Regions from separate parts of the Mus musculus genome. Here regions 1, 2, 3 and 5 are each linked to region 4. Evidence: chromatin contacts called from public HiChIP or PLAC-seq data. All regions are on one chromosome and are shown on one strand. Each heading gives the region's core, a stretch centred on a gene start, on an enhancer-like site or on the middle of the called end of the contact. The rest is flanking DNA. Distances are from core to core; before and after follow the strand shown.

Region 1 (5,343 bases), core at 1,663-4,162, 710 kb before region 4:
CCACACCTCCAGATGGTGCCACTCCCTGGTCCAAGAATATACAAACCATCACATAAGCTGTCTATTATCCCCTAAAGAAATAGAAGTAGTCATTAATAGTCTCCCAACCAAAAAAAAAAAAAGCCCAGGACCAAATGGGTTTAGTGCAGAGTTCTATAAGACCTTCAAAGAAGATCTAATTCCAGTTCTCCTCAAACTATTCCACAAAATAGAAACAGAAGGTACTCTACCCAATTCATTCTATGAAGCCACAATTACTCTGATACCTAAACCACATAAAGACCCAACAAAGAAAGAGAACTTTAGACCAATTTCCCTTATGAATATCGATGCAAAAATACTCAATAAAATTCTTGAAAACTGAATCGAAGAACACATCAAAATTATCACCCATCATGATCAAGTAGACTTCATCCCAGGAATGTAGGGATGCTATAATATACAGAAATCCATCAACGTAATCCACTTTATAAACAAACTCAAAGACAAAAACCACATGATCATCTTGTTCTTTCTATATGCTCTCTTAATTTCTAGGTTGCTCTACTCTGTTCCTTTCTCTTCCCCATCTTGCTCTCTCCTTCTGATTCCTTCTGCTGTAATATAATGAAATACAATGTAATCATTCCTAGGGGATTGTTTTGTACCTTTTCTAGAGAAATAGATTTATGAGCATATTTTTTATTATTTTTTATAAAAGTTCACTAAAATTTCAAACATAAATTCAAATTATAAATTGAATAAGAAGTTTATAACAGAGATATTTACATGTGTCTTCTTTAAGACTTGTTATCTAACTAGAAGTTCATTATTTGTCACAGGTTCATTGAAAATTAACAATCATCATTCTTGTGACTAAGTTAGCATTGAAGGTTTATAAAGATAAACCCAGTCAACATTTAATTTTCTGTCTTTGCACCTACAATAAATCATTAGTTTCATTTAATGATCTTTGGTTAATTGTTTTACAACCTCATGGAATGTGTTCTAAGTTGTAAATGCCTGCTTTCTATTTCATAAGTAATTAACTGGTGACATGTGAAGACTGGAAGAGTCCTAAATGCAGTTTTCATAACAAAGAGGGCTTTAACGGCAGTTCTATTATAAAGGTCTTAATAATTACTAGTGTAATTTTAGGAATTCTTATAGGATGATCATTAAGAATTAAGAAATTATCTGCCCAGTAGGGTGGGTAGACTAATAACTAGTAATAGATAGATAGATAGAGAGAGAGAGAGAGATAGAGAGTAGAAAAGGCATATTAACAACAGGAATCTTTCCTAAAATGTAGTCCCTTTTAATCTTGCCTGAAAAGGGCTCGTTCATCATGCTTTAACGTTCACAGTGAAACCATCTCAGGAAGATCATCTGCCTCTCCTAGATGGCTCCTGTCACAAAGCTACACATATCGCTAGTGGCATGCTTACTTCATCGAGTATGCCACCTAAACCTATCCAAATAGCTGCCACCAACTGGGGACCAATTACTCAAATATCTTGATGTCTCTTTCAAGCTACCACTCTAATTTGAGTGACAGAGAAGTAATGAAATGATCAAAAAATGACTGCACTTGCTGTGGAATTTCTTGGGGCCTGATCTGTCCTCCTAGGAAGGTGATCTGGGTCTGTCTTTGAGGTGGCTTACTTTTAACGCCTTTTTGGATGTGTTTTATTGTATGTGTACAAATGATTTGACTGCATTACGGATGTGCACCATAAATTTTCCTGGTGTCCTTGAAGGCCAAGAGAGAACATTGTATCCCCTAGAACTGGAGTTACAGGCAAAGGTGAGCCACCATGTTTGGTTGTAGTTGCTGAGAATCAAACCCAGATCCTCTGCAAGAGCAGTAAGTGCCCTTAACTACTGTGCCACTTCCCTAGCCCAAGTGGTTCAGTATCACACAATGGGCTCAGGAGCCTTGTGTTTTCATGGGACAGCAGCTTTCAGCCTCCTGATCATTTTATCTTTAATTGTTAAAATCAGCTACATCTGCACAATGCCTTCCCAGATAATGATTCTCTTTGCTGAGTTTACTTTTGGAATCTGGACCCTAGCCATACAAAGCCCAAGGCTAACTAAACAAAAGTATTTGTCTTTACTCGGACAGTAGCAACAACAAATGCAATGAATGTCTTTGTTCTTCTGGGGAACAGACTGAATCCCACAAAGATCTAGAAAAAACAGGTTGACTGAAAGATGGAGGTGACCTGTTCAAAAAGCAACTGCTTCACACAAAGCATGAGAATCATGCAATCTAAGGTAAGTTTCACGTTTGTGTCACCTGCTAGAAATACCATGTACATGCTCAGCCTTTATAGGAGAGAAATCTTGTCACAGACTTGTGGAAATTGGAAAGAGAACACCACAGATCCCTGATCAGAGCAGGTTCCTGACTAGGAAGGCTCATGGTGCATGATGTGGGGACAGCAGGAACACAAAAGAAGAACATCATGAGAGTTGCAATTTATTTATAGAGGAGAGAGGATTCCATCTCACAGAGAAGGATAAAGAAGATAAAAATAAAGACATGGCCAAGTGGCAAGACTACTTTCTGCTCTTGCATCTGACCGAGGTTCCATTCCCAGCACACATAAAACAGCTCTTAACCATCTACATCTGCAGTTTCAGGGTACCCATCTCCTTATTCTCCAGATGCACCAGGCATTCATATAGTTCACTTACAGACATGTGGGCAACACTTATGTATATAACATAAAAATGGATTAAGAAGCAGCAGCAGAAGCAGCCACCACTGTCTGGAGCAGTGTTCCCACTAGAGGCAGGTGAGTCTGTGCTGCTGCTATTAGAGTTTACTGCTCCCATCTGAGCTGCCCAGAATAAAGAAAGAGAAGCAGAGGCAGTCATACTCACAACTGTGCTTGCCATTCTCAGAGGCTGAGAGGCTGAGAAAGAAGAGAAGATATCTGCAACTCTACTCAAAGCATGGAAAATCTGGATCCTGGTCCCTCTCTAGATAGGGCTCCAATCAGTTCCTTCAGTCCCTCCCAACAGGCCCTGAGTCAGGGAACAGAGCTCACCATTACTACTTTATTCTGCATGTCTATGGTCTGCAGCAGGGTGTGTGGCTGACTAAGGAATATGGGAAAGGAGGGAGGAAGATAGCAGATCTCCAGGGATGTAAAGGGCAGGAGTGATGGGAAGAGAGAACTGAAAGACCCTTAGAGAGAGTGGCTGTGAGATGGAGATGACTGGTACAGATCACCCAGGAAAATGGACCCAGCTTTCCTTAGACTCTTCAAGAGATGTGTTTCCTTGCTGTAGGTAGATGTTCCAGAGAAAGTCATGAGAATTCATCTGGTGCAGCCCTTCTCCCTTCTCATCAGTCACCTTTCCATCACTTTATTTCTATCTCTGGGAGTTTTAATTCTGGCCCAGGTGGAGAAGGTATCTGTGACCATTTCATGTTCTTTGTGTTCTGTGTTCATCTCATCTCTTTGAGCCCTTTTTTAACACCATGCATTGTTCTTATTGGTGCTACCTGGTAGGATTTTGCTTTCAATGGAAAACATGACTATGAACTCACACCAAGCAATGAGTAGAAACAGCATAACCACATCTCTTCCTTTGTTACTTTGCATATAACTTGTCAATATCTAGGTCAGTCTGAGATGGCCACACAGAGAACGTTCCCTAAGGGTATTTGGCTCAGAGTTCCTAACTGCTGTTAAGAATGTTAATTTGGCTTCCTTTCCATGATGCTTCCTAGGTAGACGGCTGTGTCAAGATGAAGATAAATATCTCCTTTCCAGCTGTCAGAAACTCATAGAACTGGATGATGAACTTTCTATGAGGAGCAAATGGGCACAGAAGTAGCTCCTGATGCTCTGGGTGAAGAGTGGAAGTGTTATGTGGTCGGAATCAGTAGTGGGAATGACAAGCAAGATTTTCTCATGAGACAAGGTGCCTTGACCGACTGCAGAGTGCATCTCCTGTAGAATAAGGAGCATTCTCATTATAGTCCAAGGAGAACTAGATACTAGAAGCCCAAGTCTGTTCACATATATCGTAGATTCCATCTGGAATCTCAACTTGATTATTATTTTAAAAATGAAAGAAAAATATTCCTTATTGATAGATACACTGTGCCTTAGTAGCTCAAGCCCAAAATAGCTAGCAGAATTTGAAAGCTTTTCAGTCTCTATAAAGAAAATGATGTCTGATTTATTAGTCTGGGTTCCCTAGTGGAATAAAACTGATCGAAAGAATATCTATGTGTCTATATATACTTATAGATGTAGGTAGAATGAACATATAGATAAATGTAGATCCCATGTATGTGGGAATTATTAGAATGGCTTGCAAGCTGCCATCCACCTAATGGAAAGTCCAAGAATACAGTAGTTCACTCCATGAGGCTGGATGTCTCAGCTGGTGTTCAGTATACATCAGAATGCCAAGGAAGTACACTCTAATGGCAGTGAAGGAATGAACTTGACAGTGAGAGAACAGAGTTGGCAAAGAGTGCATAAGCCTCCTTCTTCTGTATTCTTTATACAAGCTGCCAGCAAAAGGTTATCGCCCAGATTAGAGGTGGATTTTTTCACCTCCAGCTCAAAAGATTAGGATTAAAGGTGTATTACTACCTCAAAGATCAGGATTAACACTGGGCGTTTAGTAGCAGTGTTACTTAATAAACTAATAACTTGCTCTGCTTCAGGTGTTATGGTTCATAGAGAGTTTAACCGAATTTCTCCAGAAAACAACTTCAAGGGCAAAACCAAATCCTCGGTAGTGATAGGCAAATAAGAATGTATCCAACTGACATGATGATTCTTTTATAAGTAACTGAGAGCACATTGTTCAGGAAGTTTTTACCTGAGAAAATAACGGTAAATTTACAGGTAATAATATAACCCAAGTAATTATAAGGTGATTGATTTTGTATTTTATCTGGAACTATGTTTAAATTTTGCTCTTCTTAGGTAATTTAACATGAAAGTTAAGCACTCATTTAAGTATTGATTAGATAAGCGGGAGAGGAGAATGCCATCCATATAATGAATGACCAGTACCTCAGGAAATGTAAGCAGCACCAGCTTAAGTGTGTTACCTTCATAATATTGACAAATAGTGGGGCGATTTTTCCATCCCCTGTGGTAAAACTTCCCACTGATATCAGGCAGCTGGCTATTGATTGTTTAAATAGAAACAAAGAATGCAGAGCCTTTCTTATCGGGATAAAAGGAATAGAGAAAAAAAGCCTTTTAGTTCATGAATAATATATAATGTTCTTGATTAATTAGAGGAGGAGCAAGGACCCTTGGATAGGGAGAGCCAATTGTTTTCATAATTGCATTTTATGTCCCTAAGATCATGTAACAG
Region 2 (5,590 bases), core at 380-2,879, 660 kb before region 4:
CTGCCCCACACATATGCCAAGCATTCAGAGTGCCATACACAGTCTCTCTTGAGTGCCTTTTCCACCCTAGCCCATGGGAGGCCTGCTAATCATCGGAATTGTTGGGGCTCTGCTTCTCGTGGGCATAAAGTTTTCTCCCTCCTTTCTTTCAAATTCTAGCTTTGAGGTTTGGACTGAAGTACTATCTTGTTCTATTGTCACCTCTTGCCACAGATACGTTATTGTATCCTTCCAAAAGCATCTTGGTCACTTGCCTCCCTTTCCTTGGGGCCTTCGTGTCATTGCAGTTCTTTAACTCAGCTCCTGTGTTAGCTTCATTCTGACCCTGTTTCCTAAGTGGGTACTACATCTGTCTAAGTACAACAGTGGAGGTCAGCTGCCTTTGTAAGAAGTGCTTAAATGAAGGCTCCATTCTCAGGATTGACAGTTAAGTGTCGGTCAAAAGCAAATTTCTTCAATGTCTTGTTTATGTTGCTAACAGTTTAATGTACAGTATCCTTGAATACAGATTATATAATAATTGTATTGAGAGTAGGATAGAGTTATCAATAATGAAGATGAGTGGTCTGATGTAAAATTTCTCAGTTCATAAATCTTTTTGGGCTAAGCATGGTTGAACACACCTTTAATCCTAAGAGGAGAGACAGAAGCAGGCAGATGTCTGAGTGCAAGGCCAGCCTTGTTTACACAGCAAGTTCTATCCAATGCTACAAGGAGAAAAAGAACAGAGAGACGGGAGAGAGAGAAGGAGGGGAAGAGGGAGGGAGGGCGGGAGAGAGGGAAGGAGGGAGAGAGGGAAGGAGGGAGGGAGGGAGGGAGGGAGGAGACTTTCATAATGAAAGGTGTAATTTAGATTTAGAAAACTAAACAGAAGGTTTTAGACAAATTGACCTTTGAATAGTGTCAAACATATATTTAATTTCTCTAGAGAGAAACTTTTCAATAAATCAAGGGGACTCAACTCTTCAAACCAGTTTTTAAGGGAAGGAGGCTTAAATATCAAGGATGGGGGTGTTTACATGCTGAGACAACCAAAATCTCAACCAATGGTTTGTTTCCCAGATGCAGCAGTGAAACAGTTTACATTTATCAGCTGTAGATTGTGTGGGAGTCAATCTGTGTCAGGACCATGGAGAACCCTCCCTTAGAGATGCCAGAGATGAACTGTAGATCAGACACAGAACTCACATGATTCATTCTGGCAGATATTCTAGGTTTTGTGTTCCATTCCTTCTAATGCTAGATGTAGCCAATTAGTAGAGACACCAGATGCATTCTTTGATCACATGGCTTCAGAAAAAGTCTAATAAAAATATCATAATACTGAAATCCCATGTAGAAAAAAATGCAGCTAGTTTTCTCAAATTTGAGGGAGTTTTAGCTGTCCTACTAACAGATCTGGTATAATTTACTTAGAAATTAAGAAGATTCGAGGTCATCAGAAGAACAGTGTTTATACTCAGCATCAGAACTGGTGCTGCTTCTAAACTTTTCCTATGAAAATAGTCTGATGATAATGCCAGGTTCCCTATAGGTCCCCAAATCATGAGTGTCAAGCATGTTCTGAATCTGCGTGTCTAGATCCCACAGAGGGGTATTTCCTCAATTAGTTCGCCCTCAAAGCCATTTGAGAGGAAGTGTGCTGTAGTGAACGTAATAGAATCTAAAGAGGAACAGAAGCAGCAGAAAGACTATGTATTAAAAGGGGTTTTACTTTAGTGGTTTACGTAATATGTCTGGAACACCCAACAAGGGATATCTCACACTGGATGGGTGGAGAATTTGGCAGTTGAATAGTTGTTAAGACTGGGAGTCTCACCTGTCATTACCTGGCACTGAAAATCTGAAATATCTCAGAAGAACTACTTATCTTCAGTCTATTTTAGAGGTCAGAAGAAACCGATTCTAATATCAATAAAGGACTGCAGCCATGGGGTTGATAAACTTGCCTGCACAGTGAATATTTATTAGCACAGAGCAAAATTCCCATATTTCTTGTCTTTGTGTTGACACAGGAAGGGAATGTCCATATTTAGAGGAGGGTTTCTCATGTCAGATAATCTCACTGTGAAACTGTCTCACAGGCATGACCAGCAGCCTGGCTTTTAGCCCATTCCAGATCCAAATAAGTAGACATCAAAAGTTTATCAAAAGACATTACATACTCACTCAACCACTCAACATTAGGTTCAAACTCCTGACTTCTTGATCTGTCAAGTGAAGAAGATGATTGATGGGAGTTTATCTCTCTGAGTTTTGAAATGATTAAATGAGCTCAGATATGCAAAGTACTTCCAACAGTTTGTGCAATTGGCAAATAAAATTTGTGTTCATTAAATTTTATACGTACTAGTAGGTATTGATGTAAGCTATATTATACTTCACACACACACACACACACACACACACACAGACAGAGAGAGAGAGAGAGAGAGAGAGAGAGAGAGAGAGAGAGAGAGAGAGAGAGAAATGTAGTTGATTTTAATATAGTACATAGAGGCATGCCTTTCTCACTTTGCCATAATATAAGCAAGATGTCTAGACCAATTCTTTGGTCAAAAAACCTGATTTGTTTATCTTTATATACTATAATGGATTCAGACAAATTATGAGGGAAGTTCACATTCTGCTTTAGATTTCCGTATACCCTTTCTACTTTAGTTTCTGCTTTCATTATTCCAGAATCTTCCTACTTTATCATTGATGTACATGACTTCATTTTCTTTAGGTTTGTTTGACTTTTTTGTGCGTGTTTTGCTTTGTTTCTTTGTTTGTTTGTTTTAAACAGAGTCTCATTCTGTAGCCCAGGTTAACCTGGGAGTCATCATTTAGATCAGATTGGTCTCGAACTCATGGAAATCTTCTGTCCTTAGTCTTTTTGGTTTTGAGATTATAGGTAAGAGCTACCATCTTAGGCTTACATTTGTCTTCCTGATGAAGCTTGCTTCTCTAAAATTTATCAGGTATATTTGTGCTACAGTGAAAACTAAAATATTAATTAAGTACTTATAAAATTTAATGAACACAAATTTTATTTGCCAATTGCACAAACTGTTGGAAGTACTTTGCATATATTCTTAAGTACTTTTTCCCACTTTGCTCACACTGTAGAGGAGTCCCAGAGAGAACTCAAGGGAAAGATAGACACCCTCACCTTGAAGCTGAACGAGAAATCCAAAGAGCAGGAGGAGCTTCTACAGAAGAATCAGAACCTCCAAGAAGCCCTGCAAAGAGCTGCAAACTTTTCAGGTACAGGGGAGGACTGGTGGGTGTTCAGCCCAGTCTTAATTAGGTTTAACAAAACCAGCACACTCCACATATGCCAAATATTCAGAGTGCCCTACACAGGCTCTCTGTTAGTGCCATTGCGCTTCTAGCCCATGGGAAGCGTAGTAACCATCAGAATTGTTCAAGCTCCCTTTTCATGGGCACAAGGGTTTCTTCCTTCTTTCAAATTCTGGCTTTGAGGTTTGGGCTGAAGCACTGTCCTGTCCCATTGTCACTTCTTGCCACAGATATGTTGTTGTATCCTTCCAAAAGCAACTTAGTCACTAGCCTCCCTTTCCTTGGCAGGGGGGTGGTCTTCATGTGAATGCAGCTCTTTAGCCCAGCTCCGTGTTAGCTTCATTCTGACCCTGTTTCTTAAATGGGCACTACATCTGTCTAAGTACAACAGTGGAGGTCAGCCCACTGAAGACTTAGGTGGATACTACAGACCGAACAAAAACACAAGGTCTGGAAAGTAGTTTTATATAGGAGTTGAGATAGTTTCATCTGTCTAAAGGTATTAAGAATCTAGGGAGCAGAGAAAGAATAGATTGTGCTGACCACCTTTGTTCTATTAGAGATTGCTACTACATTTCTGCAATATCGATCTTTTCTGCAGTGAAAACAATGAGATATGTGTTTCTAAGTACAGAGTTAGGTGTGATGGAGTCTATTTTACTACCATGTCTATTCACAGAAAATGCTCAAATAAGGGCACCATTTTCAGGATTAGCAAGTAAATGCCAGTAAAAAGCAAATTTGTCCAATGTCTTGCTTATGTGGCTAACAGTTTAAATGTGCAGTTTCTTTTAATACATATATAGTAACAATATAGGTGGCCATTCCTTCACTGTATAGGTAAAAATATTAACAGCAGGATAGAGTTTAACAGTAATAATGATGAGTGGTTAGATATTAAGTTACTTAGTTTATAAGTCTTTTCAGGCAGGCAGGTAGGTCCCTGAGTGCAAGGCCAACCTGGTCTACATAGCAAGTTTCAGGCATAGCTGCAGGAAGAGATTCATTGCATGTATGTATGTATAAATAAATAAATAAATAAATAAATAAATAAATAAATAAATGTATTTTTGTATAAATGTGGTAATAGCAGGTAGGTCTCTGAGTGCAAGGCCAACCTGGTCTACATAGCAAGTTTCAGGCATAGCTGCAGGAAGAGATTCATTGTATAAATAAATAAATAAATAAATAAATAAATAAATAAATAAATAAATGTTATTTTTGTATAAATGTGCTAATTCAAATTTGCAAAACTAAACATTGAGTTTTAGACAAATAGACCTTCAACTAGTGTGGAATATATATTTAATTTCTCTACAGAGGAACTTTTCAATAAGTTAAAGGAATCCAACACTTCAAACCAATTTTTAAGAAATGGATTCTTAAATATCAACGATGGGAGTGTTTTCTTATGCAGACAGCCAAAATCCCAACCAGTGGTTTGTAGTAGTAAAACAGTTTACATTTATCACCTGAAAATTTTTTGGGATTCATCTGTGTCAGGTTCATGAAAAGCTCTCTCTCAGAGATGCCAGAAATGAACAACAGATCAGACACAGAGTATATATTTCCCTTTCTGGCAGATACATAGGTCTGGTTTTCCATTCCTTTAAATGTTAGATATATCCAATTAGTAGCAATCCCAGATGCATGCTTTGATCATGTGGCCTCAAGAAAAAAACACATAAAAATATCATAATACTGAAATCCCAGATGGAAAATGAGGCTGATGTTCTCAAATTTGCGGAAGGTTTTACCTGTCCTACTAACAGATCTGGTATGATTTACACAGAAGGAAAGGAGATATAGGGTCTTCAAAGGAATAGATTTTTTTCCATCTAGCATTAGATTTGGTGGTTCTTCCTAATCTGTATCTATGAAAATCGCTTGATGTAAATGGCCAGTTTCCTGTAGGCTCTTAAACCCTGAAAGAGCATGTCTAGAGCCCAAAGAGGAGTATTTCCTCAATTAGTTCATGCACAAAGACATTTGAGAGGAAGTGTCCTACAGTGGGTGTATCAGGTTCTGAAGAGAAACAGAAGCAATGAAATGACTACATATTTAAAGGGCACTTAATAAGTTGGTTTACATAATGTCTGGAGAATTCAACAATGGTTATCTTATACTATATGGGTGGAAAATTTGGCAGTTGATGACTAGAGAGCTTAGTTGTCTCACTTGCCATTGACTAGCACTGAGGTTCTGGAATATCCTCAAAGAGCTACTGATCTTCAGTCAATTTTGGAAGCCAGAAGAAGTTGATCATGGAAGGAACGCCACCATGGGATTGATAAAGTTGCCTGCA
Region 3 (5,291 bases), core at 871-3,370, 580 kb before region 4:
CTTTTTCTAAACATAGCCAGATGACAAGCCTTTGAAGAAGCTCAGAGACAAACAGTCTTCACTGTTAAAAATCACCATTGTTCCTCTGTTTTCCAGGATAGTATATTTAGCTACCAGCTGCCAGCTGTGAAAACCAAACAGCCTACAACCTTGACAGTCTGTGGGCTCTTGACTCTCCCAGGATCAGCATAAAATGAAAGAAATTTCTTTTCCCTTTTTTGAGTGTGTGTGTGTGTGTGTGTGTGTGTGTGTGTGTGTGTGTGTGTTGCTTCCACCTTTTAAACCACCTCATCAGTGTAAATAAATAAAAGTAAGACAAAGACATGATCATCTCAATGCTACAGGACCAAGCCACTGAAAAAATGACTTCAAGTCAAAGGAAACCTAGTTTCCTTTAAATAATTTCTGCTACTTCAGTTAATTAGGTTTTATTATCATTACTACCATCATTTTCATTATTGTCATTTATCTAAGTTATGCCTTTTTAATGTAAAGGGAAAGATGGAAATATTGTACCTCTAGGCTTCTTTTTGTCAGAATAAAAGATTAGATACAATCATACTGAATTTATCAAATATTTATTAAGAGCATGTTATGTATGTAGTATGATTTAGAGATGACACATTATAAGTACGGAACATGATAACTATAATTAGCTAATTTTTCTTCTGGTAGATAGCACTCATTTTCATTTACCCTTTCTTATCTAAAGTATCATTTTTTATAGTTTGCATGTAATATTTGGATGGTGTTCTTAAGCAGTATTTTGAAGTGAATTGTATTACAGTTTTATAGCAGGAAGGTTGAGACACAGGCAGTTAGAGGAACTAGGTTGTTCATCTTGTTCATCTTGTCAGCGCAGACTGAGCCGTTTGATCTGTGAGCAATAGGATGGAAGGCTCCACCTACACAATGGGACATGCTGATGTCCATGCTAATCCTTCCCCTACATGAAATTCAAAGAGTACCTTTCCCAGCAGAACTCTGCAGTCTGAAAAGCACCATAGACAGAAAAAGCCCTGGTTCCTTCTGAGGCAGATCAGAGGGACTCAATGACTCTACAGCTTTGGGGCAGAAGTTAAACCCTGTTAAATGTTCATTTTTATGAAGTACTGCTAAGTGCTATTCGAATTGTCATGTACTGGGGTTTTATTAAGTATTTATTGTAAACACACTTTTATTGTCTGTGAACGTGAATTCAAGCTATCAGCCAAGCAGCCTTTTTACTAACATCTGGCCAGACTGCCCTCATGACAGTCCAGCCAGCAGTTTGGGCACTTTACTCTGAAGCCCCTCTAGCTACTGAAGAATACCACCACCCCATGGCTGAAGACATGCTCCAGTTGTGACTGCTCCCACAACTGGAATAGCCTATGGAAAACAGCACTCTAACTAAGCAAGGGAAGCCTTTTGGCAAATTGCCCAAGGCCCAGCCTGTCCTGCAGTTCTCATTTGGGCCAGAGAGGGAGCACTTCCAACCATGAACCTAGGGAAGATCTGTGACTGTAAACAAGAGTCTGTGCTGTGATTGGTGCAAACACAGTCCTTGAAGAGCTACTGTGAAGGTGCAGACACCCGCACTACACCCACTTCTTATCTATTAAATGGGCTGTTTAGTTCAGTTTTAGAGTCAGCCAGGACACCCCCTCCTCTGACACTCCTGATGCTGTAACATTAACACCAATAAAAGACTTCCCGAATGGTCCTTTTTCTCCTCCTTTGCCCTGCATTAGAAGAGTAGCCTGAGCTGCTAACACAAAGAGAAGATGCAGAAGCACAAGATGGGAGCAAAGGCAACCAAGCAGAGCAAGCAGCTCTAGTGGTGACAGCAGTTACCGTGGCAGTCGACAGACAAGAGAACACCTGAAAAATTCCAGAGATGGGTCATGGCAGAAAGGATGGGCAGCAGAAACAGAGAGACTGAGGAATGGTAGAGTTAGAGAAATGAGAGAAGGCAGAAAAGCAAGGCTGAGTAAAGACAGAAGACTGTGGCCAACCAGGAAGGAGAAACACGGGCTTGGAGACCTGGAAGAGTGCCAAGCAGCTGCAGTCTTTGGAACCAAGGATCACAGAAAACCTATGCTGAGAGCTGTAACACTAACAGCCAACAAGGGCTGATGGGAGATTCCTGCATTCTAGACCAGAGGACTGTAATAGTAGTCACTGCAGAGTTAATGCCCCACCACCCTAAAGCCATCCAAGAGCTATAACACTAGTGGGAGCTGCTTGCTGCTACTGACTGCTGTCTGGTATTGCTGCTAAAGGTTAGGGATTGTAAAAGCTGCCAAGACCCAGAGCCAGTAGTGATTAAAACGAAAAGCTATAAGCCTTCAACCTGAGCACTCAGATCCCGGAGCAATAGCCCCCTAGCTCCAAGGGTTAGAAACTGTAAATCTCTATATCTGTGAGGTCATCCCCCAGGCCCTGGGCCTCAGAAGAAGATTAAAAACACTGGAGGTCCCCATTCTGCTCATTTTTACCTAGAGCCAAAGGACCCCTGGCGTATGATTGGTGGTAATACTACAGTTTAGAAATCCATCTCTCTCCTCTCAGTGTGTGATCTTATGATCTATAATTACTGGAAGGTGACCTGAAGAAAATTTTGTCAGTTGTAAGTATAGTAGATAGAATTGTTTACTAAAAGTACAAACCAAGGATTGCATAAAAACTCCCACAAGGACAGCTAGATCTCGGTGTGGTATGGATCGTCACTTTGGACTTTCAAACACACAGGAAATTATTTTCTCTTCTTTGTTCTCACTGAGTCAGATCTTCTGTAGCTCTAAATCAATTTTTTCCTTGGCACAATGGACAAGGTCAACTGAAATCTGCAAAGCGTTACAGACTATTGCCAAGTGTAAATAAAAAATCAAGCTTGCCTTCATAGTCTCACATCAATCTCCTCCTGTGTTTGCTCTTTGGCCTCTTTCAAACACTTGTGTAACAGGTAGCTTTGAGTTGTATCTTTCAGATGCAGGATCCAAATGCCTTCTTCTCACAGATAAAATATTTCCAGCTATCGCACTTATCTGAGATGAGAGTAGAATCTTTGAGGTATCCACAGATCTGGCCGGCTGATCGCTGTCTTTCTGCTGGCAACCTGAAAAAGTAAGGTAACTTCTCAGGTTAGAGGTTAGATGTGAAGATGACAGTGGTATTTGAAAGGGAAACTCTCCAGAGATGCTGTTGGATTTATTTTAGTTTGCTTTAATGTGGTAGCCTTCTGTGGTGGTTTTGTCCTCCTTCAAATAGCATCTATTAAGTTTTACAAAGGATATGTTGATATAATTTGAACAAATAGTTTCTAAAGAAAACCAAGCCATGTTTGCATAAAGGTAGGTGAGAGCCAATGCGTTTCTCTCGGCTCTGTTCTCAACATACTAAGGCACTTGGTTGTACCCATGAAATGCCATTCTCATCTGGAAAGCTCAATATAGAAATCGATCAATAGTTATCACAGTCTTTTTACCAGAAAGTTTTCTCAGCATTAAGTGATACAAAGGACTAACAGTTTATTGGCCATTTAGGCATTTGGATTATGAAAACAACTTTATAAAGGATATGGTAGGAGGGCTGGTAGGAAGATTCAGAAGATGTTCAGGGTAGTTTTATGTTAACTTGACGCAAAGCCTGAAGTCATCTATGAGGAGGAACCTCAATTAAGAAACTACAGGCAGGTCTGTAAGGCCTTTTCTCAGTTAGTGATTGGTGGGTGAGAGCTCAGCTCACTGTGGTGTTATCATTCCTTGGCTGGCAAGTCTGGGTTCATAAGAAAGCAGGCTGAGAAAGTCATGAGGAATAAGCCGGTAAGCCGTATCCCTCTATGGCCTCAGTATCAGTTCCTGCCTCCAGGTTTAAGCCCTGCTTGAGTTCCTGTCCTTACTTCCCTCGGTGATGAACAGCAATGCGGACTTGTAAACAAAATAAACCCACTCCTCCCCAACTTGCTTTTTGGTCACAGTGTTTTATCACAGCAATAGAAAACCTAACTAATAGGGAAGCAATAAAACCAAGTCTTAAGTATACGAGTCACAATTCCAATCAGGAGCCTGTAAAAGTATCAGGCTTCTTTGTCTGCTGGAGAAAACATAAGATACAAAGTAACTTTTAAGTTTTCTTCACATTCCTAGCTTTTCCTTGTAATGTCTCTTTCATAGACTTACAAGTCAGAGAGAGGAGAAGAGCCATCTTCCCAGAACCAAGATCCACTGATTCCATCTTGAAACACTCCCACCCAATATTTATTTCCTCCTTTGAGTTTCCCTATACTGCTGATGAACTCCTACATAAAAAAAAAAGACGCAAACTGTAAATGAAGAAAAGTGAATACCTGTACAATATAAAGGTCTAAATTTTGTCTTGTCAGAAATAAATAATAACTTGAGTGTTAAAATAAGAGAAGAGATATTAAAGTGGACACACACACCACACCATCCACACGTCACATGCACATATCCACCACAAATGCACACCATGCACACAGACACCCACACAGCACACAGGCATACCACACCACATACACCACACACCCTATCACACCACACCACACACACCACACATGCACACCCACACCACAGCATACCACACACACATGCACACGATTCTTTTATTGTGTAGTCAGTATGCTGTGTTAAATTTTATGGAAAATATATGCATCTAAAATTAAAGCTTTAATGGATTTAGAGTCTATCAGATAGTATGTTAAAGCAAATTAAGTTTTATATTGGCCCTTCACCATCAATAGCAAAGCTTAGCCTTCTTCATTCACCATGTGGATCATTCCCCCCATGATATTTTAATATAGGAAGTTTTGGAGACTCCAGCCATTGCTCACTATGAGGACATTTTGTTAGATGAAACATGTTTTATTTTGTCATCCAATTTTTGAAAAAATTAAGTTTGTAAACAATTCTAACAATGTAGTTTAAAGCTTCCTGGTTCACTGCATATTCTTAGTATTCCCCATTGTTCTTATAAAACCAAACTTCAGTTAGTGACCATTTTGTTAGAGTGAGAAACAGCTAATTATGAATTCCATGTCAGAGATTCTGTTTAACTGTAAAATGCCTTCAAGAGACATTGTACTGTTTATTTAATCAAGATCCTGGTAAGCTAGGTTAGTAAGCTTAACACTTCATTTACCAAATGCTCACTCTTACTAAGCTGATACACTTCAGGATATTAGTTCAGGTTTAAATCTTTGTAACTTTTGTTTGTTTTTGAGACAGGGTCTTTATACACAGGCCTCAAATTCAAAATCCCCCTGCCTCGGTCTTTCCTGTACTTTACAT
Region 4 (5,763 bases), core at 1,471-3,970:
ATCGCTGATTTGTTACCTAAAGGGGGGTAGGAGGGGATGTATTAAGCATACATTCTGAAAAATTAACCATGTATCGTTCTGAATTTCGGCAATGCTTTGTGAAAGCATTAAAATGCTAGTGCTGTTCAAAAATGGATTCGCATGCTTGTTTCTCTGCAGTGCCTGGTATTTTTCATCTCTTTGAATAATACTGAAGATGTTTAAGCGCGAAGCACTTCTTTCGATTCAATATCAGAAGTTTTAGTCCTGATAAGTTCTTTCTGGGCTCACGGAGATGGCATGAGGTAGCAGAGTGCTTACTGCAGAACAAAGCTTCCCCCTTAGCAGTGAACAACGAGAGACTAAGAGGAGAAGATCCAAGGACAAGACATAGCTACCAAAGAAACACCTCAGGGTCTCCAACAACGAGATTCCCAACTTAGAGAGTTTCCCTCACTTAACTAATTGGATAAGGCTGAGCCCTCTTGATCCACTCACCTCTCTCACAGCATCCACCCTATGTAGACCAAGTGTCCCACACTCAGCCTTAGGGCCCTTGACATCTGAAGATAACAGAGGCCACCTAGGACTATTGCCACATGCCCATAAATCCAGGCATGGCATGTGACTACTGTAGTCGTCAATGCACTGAACTATTAAGAATACCTTACTGCTGGGCGCTTTAAGAACCAGGGTGTAATTTCCCTTATTCTCTTTATCACAGCAGACAACATGGCCAAAGCTACCATATGCCTGTGGATTGTGGAATGAAATAGAGGCAAAACAGAGACTCCAAGCAACCTCAGTGGGCAAACTGTGAATTCCCATAGATTTGAAAGGAAGTCTCTCCCACCAATCAGTCTCTCCCTCTCCCTCTCCCTCTCCCTCTCCCCCTCCCCCCTCCCCCTCCCCCTCCCCCCCCCCTCTCTCTCCCTCTCTCTCTCTCTCTCTCCCCCTCCCTCTCCCCCCCCTCTCTGTACAAGCATGCATGCTCTCTGTGTCAACCTCAGAACCTCACTTCTCAGGCAAGCAGCCCAGCCCCTAAGAAACAACTTGAGACCCTCCATCTGTTTTAGGTTGGCCATATTCCTTTACCATCTCTCTCTGAAATTACTCTAGCCCTGCCATGTTCCTTGACTGGGGTCTTGGAAAAAAAAAAAAAAAAAAACTAGGGTGAGAGTAGCCAGCTCAGCTACCCCACACTTCTGACCTGCACTCTGTCATGTTATAATACCATTTGTTATATCAAATCACTAAATCTTGGAGTAATTCTTCAACTTCAATAAAACCAAATATAACCATCAAGAAGGAACCATACAAGGGGAAATGTAGAGTGTGGTTAGGAAATGGGTATTTCCACCTCGATTGTAGGGATCAAACTGAAAATTCATAACATCCTTGGTAGCTAAGCCACCTCCTAACTCCCTTTGTTTGTTTTGTTTTGTTTTTGTGCTGAATACAGTATTTGTTTGGGTTTTTCCCCACTTTGAAATCATAATCTATATGAATTTCTTTTTTGTAATTGTAATGAAATAATTGAAGCCAGGTAATGTAAATAAAGAAAACTTTTCTGAAGCTGGGCAGTGGTGGCACATGCCTTTAATCCCAGCACTTGTCAGGCAGAGGCAGGCAGATTTCTGAGTTCGAGGCCAGCCTGGTCTACAAAGTGAGTTCCAGGACAGCCAGGGCTACACAGAGAAACCCTGTCTCGAAAACCCAAAAAGAAAAAGAAAACATCTGATTATTGCCATTTTCAACTTCTAATAATAATTTATTTTATTTATTTATAGACAGGATTACTCTGTGTAACAGCCCTGGCTGTCCTGAAACTCACTTTGTAGACCAAGCTGGCCTCAAACTCACAGAGATCTGGCTGCCTCTGCCTCCTGAAGGCTGGGGTTAAAGACATACTCCACCATCACCCAGCAATAATGTATTAATTATACAAAATAACAAGCTTCCTTGTGATATGATCATGCATACGTATAATAATGTTTTGGTCACATTGACCAAGCTGTCAGCCTTTCTTGTCTCCCCCCACCCCCAGCTTGTGTTTATTCTACTTCACAAATAATCCTACTTTCGTGGAAAGAATTTTCTCTAATCTGTGGTTTTGAAGGCTAAGCCAAGAGTAGGTGATGTCATGGACAGTGAGGGGCTCAAGCAAGCAGCATCCCACTAGAAGATGCATGCTTGAGAAGAAAATCACATGGTGAAACAGGAGCCCAATGCTAAGAGAGTATCAGCCAATAAGGGCCGCCTATCATGCCAGATGGTGCCAGCATCCTGCCCTACTTCCGTGTTGACATAGTGAGTGAGGACCAGGTGTGCAAACAAGTATGTCCGGCCTTGGACATTGCAACAGGACAGTGTCATCCAAAAAGCTCACCCTGGAGATCCACGGCATTGAGTTTTACACGCACACGCACGCACACACACACACACACACACACACACACACACACACTGTTTTAAGTAAATTTATATATTTGTTGACTGTATAGGTCCAGGAATTCTTCAATCTAGGATGGAAGAGCTGTTTAGTTTCAATCACCTCCATTCCATCCCCACTGACTGAGAAAAGCCTGGAAGTCCATGGCGGAATGAATCACAATCCACCTTTGTCCTCATCCCACAGTAGCAGAGGCTCTTAGGTCCTGCTAGTAGGTGGTATCACACCCATCACCTTTGACAGACCTTAGAATCCCATGCACTTAGGGGTCTTGACCACATGGGGGCATACCAGAGGTGCAGTGACGAGTCGGTCTTTCCGGACCTCGGTCAGTGAGCAGACAAACACAATGGTTGCCAGAGACGAGGAGAGTGGTCCCATCCTGGATGTGATGGAATCGCCACAAACTATCTAGGGAAGGGAGAACTCTAAGCAACCTGGTGAATAGTTGAGGCCAGCTGAGCCCAAGAGAAGAGCAAAGCTGTCAGGAGTTCCTAGGTCCTGGTGCTTGAGGCGGTCCATGTATGCCAAAACTACTTTTTTCAAAATGAGAGGAGTAGTAAAGAGAGGAGGGAGGAGAGGACGACGTCGAGTTGATTTGGAGTCACTAGCAACAGCATGAAAGAAGTCATCACGCTAAGTGACTAGGGCAGACGCCAGCGCGCAAATCCTCCGGCCATACGCAGGGTGTGGAACGTTAGTTCTTTACTTGCTTGTTTGCTTTATTTAAATCATTGTTTTCCATTTCGTTACAGCCGATAACATTTTCTAAGAGTTGTCTTTTATCTATATTAGTAGTCTGTGTGTGTGGGTGCGGTGTCCGACAAAAAAGGTGGCTGGAGAGACAGCCGTGGGTGCTGGGAACCGAACTCTTATATTTTTGGTTGTGAGCCTAGCCTTTAACGGCTGAGCCATCTCTCCAGCCCGACGACGCCCTGTATTCTTTCCCTGAAGTAGCAAGTTAGGCGTTGCGCAACCGCGCTTCCGCTGAGCCTGTTTCTGACTCTAAGTAATCCTCACTTTCTTTCTTTGTACATAAAACCGAACACTCGAAGCGAGAAAAAACGGACTCTTTGCAGCGAACATTTTCTCTGAACGGTGGCTGCTGACTCGTTCCGCACGTGCAGAACTGTAGAAAAGGGTCGCGAGAGGGCTAAGCAGGCGGATTGTAGAGAAGGCCTGTAGGGAAGAGAGGGGTGTGGAGTGCGGCGTGGGCAGGCGTGAGGGTCGGACGTGTGCGTGGATAAAGGTTTGTAAGCAGCGTGGAGCAGTAGCCGGTGCGGCTGAAGAAGCTGGTTCGGGTTGGGGTGCGAGTAGCCGATCAGATTTCAGGAGGAAGAAACATAAAAAGAGGCCTTGTGGAGGTTGGAAGTTTGTTTCGGGGCGCAGTGGAGCCGTGGATTTGTGGTTTTGTTGAAACTGGGAGGAAAAAAAAATGTGTAGACCAGGCTGTCCTCGAACTCCAGATCCTCCTGCCTCTGCCTCCTTCAGCAAATCCTACCGGCCTGCGCCACCAGAGCCGGCAAACTTCGGCTCAGTTAATTGAGTACTCGAAACTTATTTTGATGATGCAAGCTACTAGATGTTTTTCTTTTTTCAATGGAATAAAGAATTCAACACTCCGACAAGACTCCACTTAATTTCGCTTCAAACCTACGCTCTTCGCTCGGTTCACACACTTCAATTCCCCACGCTTTTCTTGACACTGCTGGTTCTTGCCGGCCCTCCCCCAGCATGCCACATCTCCTTCAAGGAGCCCACCAGCAAATGGCGACCATCACTCTAAGTCTCAGCTTTAGGTTTCCTTGCCAGGGATGGATTCAGGATCTCCACATCTTTATATGCTCTATACTTGACTGAGGCAACGTGTTCTGAACAGTAACGAGCTTTAAAACGAAAGATTCTGCTTGTGAACAAAATTCAATATTCTTGTTTTAGAGCCAGCAAGAGTTGATTGTCTTCACTTTGTTTCTAGTTGCTTCGACAAAATATCCTGACAAAGGAAACTTAGAAAAAAAAGACAGGTTTAGTTTGGTCCATTTGAATGTACAGCCCACCATGGTGGAAATCAAGGCAGCAGGAGCTTGAAGTGGTAGGGAACTTCATGTCCACAGTCAGGAAACAGAAGTGTGAATTCCTGCGTGTATTCCTGGGCTCATTCTCCCCTCCCCCTCCTTCTCCCCCTTCCCCTCCTGTGCCTCACCCAGAAATGGTCTTCCCCATTGTTAAGATGGATCTTCCCACACCCATTAATGTTGCTGAGAAGATCCCTCAAATGCCTTCTCAGAGGGTAACCTTAGCCTGGACAATCTCTCACAGATGTGCCCTGAGCCGGGTCTCCTGGGTGATTCTAGGCAGGACAGTAGAGGCTGAAGGGCAGAAGTAGGGACAGCGGAGTTGTCTCTTCCTAAGGCTTTGAAATCAGCCACTGGGCTCTGGCTTGATAGTTAAAGAAAGCCAGAGGAACTGTTTGAGAAGAAAGTTGGCTAAGAAGCAGGAAGGGGAGGCTGAAGAATAAAGGGCCAGGAGGAGCTACAGAAGAGAACCTGCAGCGCCTAGCTCTCAGGAGTGTTCTGGGAAGCTAACAAGACTATTTACAGTATTTGCATGCATGTAGTTTGTGTATTCACCATGAATACGTAATGATAAATGACACAGAAACTGGTTTGTGTGATTTCTCTCTTCCAATTCACAGAGGTCTGCCTGCCTCTGCTTCAGAGTGCTAGGATTAAGAGCACCTGGATCCAGCAAAGGGAACTGTAACACTCTATCCCCACAGACATCAGGCAAGTGTTATTGACCCATTAATACACTAATGGTTACCATGCCTACCGACCATAATTACAAAGCCGAAGCTGATTGGATGCTAGCTTGGGACTCTCTGTACTTTATGTCAATTCTGTAACTTTCGCCCCCATCCCTAACACAACTATCTGTATAACACCAGGCGAGCACCTGCTCCAACTTACAGTTTTAGGTACGGAGAAGCGGCTTTTTGCCTTCTATTTGCTGTTGCCAATCTTATGCCATGCACTTGAAGTTCATACTTCAACTTATACATATGCTCTCCCAACAAGTAATATGGAGAGTAACATAAACAACTGGCTAGTAAGGGAACCACATTGCTTTATAGAAGGGGAACTCTGAAAATTTTAACTTCTAGCGGCTGTCTTATACCCCATCTACAGTTTTTGTTTTTGATAACACAAAATTATGTGAGACATATTTCTCTAAAAAAGAAAAAAAAATAGACACCATTAGCAGGCTGGGAAAGGGAGCTTTTGGTTTTGTGTGCGTATGTGTGTGGTTTGGGGTTTTCGTTTGTATGCTTG
Region 5 (5,239 bases), core at 52-2,551, 670 kb before region 4:
TTGAAATCTAGCCCCAGTGCTATTCATTTTCAGCCTTCACCACATCAGTATCTCACTACACAAGAAGAGCAATGGGGGAGATGTTACAAAGAAAGAAGAATAAAGAAGAAAAGGAAATGCAGAAACCAAGAGAACATATAAGAAAATGTACTTTTATATATTGGTTAACTTGCGTGGGAAGCAAAGCAGACAGCTGCTACCAGCACAGGAATGAGATGCAGTCTAGTTTCTGCAGTGTCTTGCTCAGCTAGACTTCCTAGCTATGTAAACTTGGCCTTGGCATTTGTCCAGAATCTCTCACTATACTGACCCTTTTTTCAACTAAATGGTGACTCACAGGCTTTTCTTTCACAGAGGAGTAAAATAAATTGTTTAAAATATTATTAAAGAGACCTTTGGTACTGGGAACTCACTGGGTAATCCCTGCACCCCTGTTCAAGCTGAGTATAACATATACTATCTCTGATTGTTCTAATTTTTCTCCCTCTTTCCATGAGCATCAGTCACACATACATACATCTACACACACACACACACACACACACACACACACACACACACACACACACACACACATACACATACACACATCTCTGAAACCCCCTATTATTAAACAAACACCATAGTACTCTTTTCTCACTCCCTTTTGGGTTCTATATCAGTTTTTGCTCCATCCATTTCCTCCTAGAGACAGCATAGCTAAAGCAATACGCAAAGGAAAGTTTCTTCCTGCTGTTTCACAATTGAACACACCTGGATGAAATAAAACAGGCCAGAGGCCATCAGCACCTGGGCCCAGGCTGTCATTAGGCTGAACATCTGGTCCAGAAAGGTCACGCCGGCTGCATCTGCTGTATCCTTCCCATGCTCCGTGCCACGTGGAACTTGGTGGTGAAGGATTCCTAAAGAGAATTTTTTCTCGGCAATAGATCAATCTCCTCTCCTTGTTCCCGCTGGCTTTATATTTTACGGTTTCCTTTTCCCTTTTAGTTTCCTCCTCCTGAGTTCTCTTCACGGGGTCTCCACATTGGCTTCCTCTCCACTTCCTTTCTTCAATCAAACTTTTCTGTGTATTTAATTTTTCTTCGTCTGCATTCAAGAAGAGCACATTTGTCCTCTGAGTTAGATTTTTTTTTCCTCAGTCTATAATGAGAGACTTGGACCTGTAATAGGTCAAAGGCAGATTGTGAGTGACCAGATGTGTTCTTGTGTTCATCAGGAAACTAGTTACACACTCTCGGCTCCTGGATGACCGCTGAAGTCTGAAAGTCACTGCCAATCTCTCTCCACCCTCTCTCCATGTGATTGGCATCTGCCTTCTTACTCCTTAAAACTCTCCCCTTACCGTGTTGATAATCAACCCTGCAGGTTCTGGGTCATTTATTGCAGCCATTCAGCAGGACTAAGAGATTTTAAAGGAGCTAGAAAGTTATCCCTACTTTAGAGTAGGTAGTGGGTTTCAAAACTAGAAGTGCCAGGTGCTAACAATGGTCTCAGCCTCCTGCTTCAGTTTCAGAAACACAGGCATAGTTTTAAAAACCATTTTCCAAGTTAACACACTCTCTCTCTCTCTCTCTCTCTCTCTCTCTCTCTCTCTCTCTCTCTCTCTCTCTCTCTCTCCCTCTGCTCCTCTTAAAGCAGTGTTGTGATGTTGTCACTAGAGAACCAGGCTCAGAGCATACAATCACGGTTCCATCTACTGAGGAGGCTGAGACACGAGGATCATATGGGTCTAGTTCAGGAAAGTAAGACTACCCTAGGGAACAGCAAGACCTCCATCTAAACCCACATATTATCAACAATAAAATAAGACTTACAAGTCATATTTTAAAATAAGCACACCACACGGAAAGGATATAAAATGGCTATACAGGAAAATATTGTCCAGAGCCAGTGAATGCCATATAAACGACTGATATTTAAGGAGGAATCTTTTACCCAGATCCCAAAGTACTAAGTAAGAACACTCAGTGTTGGTTCACAGTGACATGTCTGTTTCACAAGACTGAACAAAATTAGATTTCAGCTGCTTTCTAATTGATGAGGAGAGGCTGCAGGGTGGGTCCTGATGAGGGAGTTTGTGGAGTGGGTTCCATCACACTCAAGGCCCCACACACCATGTGATCAGACCGTGATGATATGATGTGAGAATTATGAATGCAAACAATTTCCTGTTCTCAGCTAAGGAGAGCAAACAGTGAGAGAACTCTCTGGTACAATGTTGCTCTCTCCAAGTTGTCCATTTCTTTTTATAACATAGGCTCTTGAGTGAAATGTACTTTCCAAACTTCAATAGAAAACTCTGTGAGACAGAAGGCATTCTGGAGGAGTGGAGAGCAGGACTTAAGTTACAGCCTTTCACTAGGCCTGGACCTTACTGCACCTCCTTCTTCAGAGAGCATAATAAATAACTCCTGAACTAGCATCAGCTGTTGCTTCAGCGAAAGGAAATCGGGGTCAAGGAGGCATCTTGTGTGGAATATTTTTATTCAAACACCACATAATAGAAAAACTTCATGAATACCCCCCCCACACACACACCCTGTTTTCTTTTCTTGTGGGAAAGACAGTAAACCAGCATGGGTTAAGACCATAGCTCAGGGTCTTGATCCAGTCACTTGCTTGACCCCCTGTTTGTTATGGGATCTTGGACAAGGCATTTTATGTCTCTGTCAGCTCAGTTCAATTTGATATGGAAAGCACTCTGGTTCTCAATATCCACATAGTGACTCATGAATTGTAGCTCCAGTCCCAGAGGAATCTCAGGCCAACTTCTGTCCTCCATGGGAATCAGGCATGTGGGTAGTGAGCATATATACACAAAAGCAAAGTACTTATACAAATAAATAACAAAATAAAGGAATCTTTATGATGTATATTACAGTCCTGATAGCAAGCATTTGATATTAGTTAAGATACTTTTAATTTATCTCTATCTTACATGTGATGGTTCCTTCCAATATACAGGATCATTAATGTCCACTATGACTCTTCTGTCTTTCTACCAGTCCTTTCTAGATGGCAATATATCTTTCTAATAGTCTTTTTTTCCTTGAACAGTTCCCATGCTAACCAGGCCATTTCTTTTCCCACCCGCACCAGCCTTCACCTGCATGAACAGGTTTTCCAATTACTTTGGCTTTCCCCCCTGGCAGTTTCTGGCCACATGATTGCAATCGTCTTTCTTGCCCTGGAGCTTCCCAGCAGGCCTGAACACCACAGGCTTTGGTTAATGACTCCCTTGTTGTTTTCTTTTTCAGAATTACCCGTACCATTTCTTTCTTATCCCATAAGCAGGAAAGAACTTCCTTTGTTGATTCTAATGTGTCAGTGTCCTGTGATGGCTCCCGTCACAGCTTTTAAGTAGGAAATGATGATAGAGGGAAGATCATTCCTAAGAAGAAAAGGTCCACATGGCATAAGGACAGAGGGCACGGAGCTGGAGACATGGAGGACATTCTCATTACCAGCCTACATAATCCCATTCCATTAAGCTTGTCAATCATTAGCTTATACTATGTTGTGAAGGACTAGGACTTCGGCCAACAAAAGGTACACATACACTGCCCTCTTCACCTGTGCTTCAGGGCATTGTTATACAACCACTCTAACAAGTGTAGCCAAAGAATTGCTAACTTGGGGTTCCTTTGATTATTCTCCTTTGACCTTGGTTGCCAGGTGCACCCCCTCCTGCTCCCCTTCCATTCTGTATCTCAATGAATAGAAACCAGGAATACTGGTACTCTGAGGTACCAACATCAAGCTGTACATGTCTGAACAGTGGGTTGGGCCATCTCCAATGGTCAAGAATGGAGACAGTGGCAGAAGTCAGTTTCATTCTAAAACCTTTGGGTATTTCACTAAGAAGCATCTCTGTTTTAAGATCCAAGATCATAGCATAGATATTTAATTCCAACCTCAGAGACATGGAAACTTAGCAAGAGCATTAAACAGGGGGCTTTGTTCCTCCCTTGAGAAAGGGTTTCATGTCTGACCTCAAACTTTTTATGTAGCGAAGACTGGCTTTGACTACTGATCTTGCCTTGCCATCACACTGCTGGGATTACAAGCACATGCCGCCACTCCCACCTTTTGTGAAGTGTTGTTGATCACTCAGAGCTTTATGCTAAACTCATGGAATGTAAACAAGACAGAGGGATTCAGTTTATCAAAAAAAAGTATGGTTTATATGCCAGGTAGCTCATTACTACAAATTGTGTGAGCAACAGTTTAAGGCAACACACACACACACACACACACACACACACACACACACACACACAATCAGCATTCACAGCAGGGCCAGAAGTAGATAAAGCTTAGTTTGTTCCAGTGCTTGGGATTATACAAAAATGAGATCAAAGTGTCTGCATAGTAACACTTGTCTGAAAGCTGTCATGGCCATGAACCATTTGCAAGCCCTCTTGGGCAGAATGTATTTCTTAGTTGGCTGTAGGATTAGTTTAGTCATGTTTCTTTACATATTCTAATTAAAATATAATTACATAATTCCCCCTCCTCTGACCTCCCTCCAACCCTTCCCATGTACTCACTCTTGCTCCCTCTTAAATCCATGTCCTCTTTCTCTTTAATGGATATATATATATATAAGGACTGACCAACACAAAGTGTTAGATCACTGGTGAGGGAGCTTATTCCTGGAGATTACTTCTCCTCTCTCCCTCTCTCTGTGTCTCTCTCTCTCTGTCTCTCTGTCTCTCTCTCTCTCTCTCTCTCTCTCTCTCTCTCTCTCTCTCTCCATTAACGACACTCATTGTACCTCAGAAATACAATGCCTAAACTATACCTGAACAAGGACAACACCAGTAAACATGCTAATATGGAAATGGGAAGTCTCATAGGACCCCACTCCTAACTAAGAGCTACAGGCAGCCAGGGAGTGCTTCTTTAAATCTTAAATGATGAGCACAGAGGCAGATACAGGAAGAGAGAGGCTTCAGCACACTCCTCAAGTTCCTGAAGTAATTCCTTGTGTACAGTCACATGTGTTCTGTGACCTTTGCTACACTTTAGGTTGTACCTCCGAGAACATAGGCTTAAAGACATGAAATTCCACTGGGGTGTGACATCAGGTGTCATGGAGCATTCTGAATTTTTTCAAGTCTTTATCATTTTCTGGAAACATCTCTGTAGAGATTTAAGCACAAGAGAAAAGTCCAGGTGTGGTAGTATGGTATTGCCTTTAATTCTAGGACTTGGGAAGAAGAGACAAGAAGAT

The links. HiChIP or PLAC-seq counts read pairs in DNA pulled down with a chosen protein or histone mark.
Region 1: an H3K27ac HiChIP or PLAC-seq map of extraembryonic endoderm stem cells shows a contact between it and region 4. The contact joins two enhancer-like sites. A contact is called at or near these places in 3 of 39 promoter capture datasets (cranial neural crest, pre-B cells and second pharyngeal arch cranial neural crest), 3 of 484 Hi-C or Micro-C datasets (embryonic stem cells, muscle stem cells and rod photoreceptor), 10 of 115 datasets of contacts at active chromatin or transcription factors (acute myeloid leukemia, bone marrow-derived macrophages, cardiomyocytes and 7 more) and 1 of 9 other capture datasets (adipose tissue).
Region 2: a contact with region 4 is called in an H3K4me3 HiChIP or PLAC-seq map of bone marrow-derived macrophages, with 4 times the contacts expected there. The contact joins two enhancer-like sites. A contact is called at or near these places in 8 of 39 promoter capture datasets (the 3T3-L1 cell line, 3T3-L1-derived adipocytes, the C10 cell line and 4 more), 7 of 115 datasets of contacts at active chromatin or transcription factors (astrocytes, bone marrow-derived macrophages, extraembryonic endoderm stem cells and 4 more) and 1 of 9 other capture datasets (macrophages).
Region 3: an H3K27ac HiChIP or PLAC-seq map of neural progenitor cells shows a contact between it and region 4, with 4 times the contacts expected there. The contact joins two enhancer-like sites. A contact is called at or near these places in 7 of 39 promoter capture datasets (the 3T3-L1 cell line, cranial neural crest, hippocampal neurons and 2 more), 1 of 15 datasets of contacts at CTCF or cohesin (large pre-B cells), 1 of 484 Hi-C or Micro-C datasets (bone marrow-derived macrophages) and 6 of 115 datasets of contacts at active chromatin or transcription factors (extraembryonic endoderm stem cells, fibro-adipogenic progenitors, large pre-B cells and 3 more).
Region 5: a FOXA1 HiChIP or PLAC-seq map of pancreatic cancer cells shows a contact between it and region 4. The contact joins the promoter of Tmem52b here to the enhancer-like site in region 4. A contact is called at or near these places in 17 of 39 promoter capture datasets (the 3T3-L1 cell line, 3T3-L1-derived adipocytes, the C10 cell line and 12 more), 2 of 15 datasets of contacts at CTCF or cohesin (the NIH/3T3 cell line and large pre-B cells), 16 of 484 Hi-C or Micro-C datasets (the Ba/F3 cell line, the C2C12 cell line, adipose-derived mesenchymal stem cells and 10 more), 18 of 115 datasets of contacts at active chromatin or transcription factors (T-cell acute lymphoblastic leukemia, acute myeloid leukemia, astrocytes and 14 more) and 3 of 9 other capture datasets (adipose tissue, liver and macrophages).

What each region holds. Positions count from the first base shown.
Region 1 is chr6:129,550,845-129,556,187 of GRCm38.p6, reverse strand. No RefSeq gene overlaps it. Among named protein-coding and RNA genes, the nearest start is that of 1700101I11Rik, 20 kb to the right of the region's middle. Within about 2 kb of position 2,912, at least 5 of the 459 cell types and tissues checked have an H3K27ac peak or open chromatin away from gene starts, as enhancers often do. A contact at or near this core is called in extraembryonic endoderm stem cells, where this site is marked.
Region 2 is chr6:129,491,165-129,496,754 of GRCm38.p6, reverse strand. It overlaps Olr1 (oxidized low density lipoprotein (lectin-like) receptor 1), which reads left to right. Exons shown (of 8, transcript NM_138648.2): 5 at 3,112-3,249. All of the region lies in intron 3 of Gm45969 (a long non-coding RNA gene), which reads right to left. Among named protein-coding and RNA genes, the nearest start is that of Olr1, 13 kb to the left of the region's middle. Within about 2 kb of position 1,629, at least 30 of the 459 cell types and tissues checked have an H3K27ac peak or open chromatin away from gene starts, as enhancers often do. A contact at or near this core is called in bone marrow-derived macrophages, where this site is marked.
Region 3 is chr6:129,420,035-129,425,325 of GRCm38.p6, reverse strand. It overlaps Clec9a (C-type lectin domain family 9, member a), which reads right to left. Exons shown (of 7, transcript NM_001205363.1): 6 at 4,164-4,282; 7 at 562-3,100. The coding sequence ends at 2,968. It also overlaps a transcript of Clec12b not described here. Among named protein-coding and RNA genes, the nearest start is that of Clec9a, 14 kb to the right of the region's middle. Within about 2 kb of position 2,120, at least 103 of the 459 cell types and tissues checked have an H3K27ac peak or open chromatin away from gene starts, as enhancers often do. A contact at or near this core is called in bone marrow-derived macrophages, liver and neural progenitor cells, where this site is marked.
Region 4 is chr6:128,836,643-128,842,405 of GRCm38.p6, reverse strand. It overlaps LOC115490435 (a long non-coding RNA gene), which reads left to right. Exons shown (of 2, transcript XR_003956525.1): 2 at 1-136. Among named protein-coding and RNA genes, the nearest start is that of Klrb1b, 13 kb to the right of the region's middle. Within about 2 kb of position 2,720, at least 358 of the 459 cell types and tissues checked have an H3K27ac peak or open chromatin away from gene starts, as enhancers often do. A contact at or near this core is called in 3T3-L1-derived adipocytes, the Ba/F3 cell line, the C2C12 cell line and 34 more, where this site is marked.
Region 5 is chr6:129,508,619-129,513,857 of GRCm38.p6, reverse strand. Tmem52b (transmembrane protein 52B) reads right to left here and starts at 1,301. Exons shown (of 5, transcript NM_001081186.1): 1 at 754-1,301. The coding sequence starts at 819.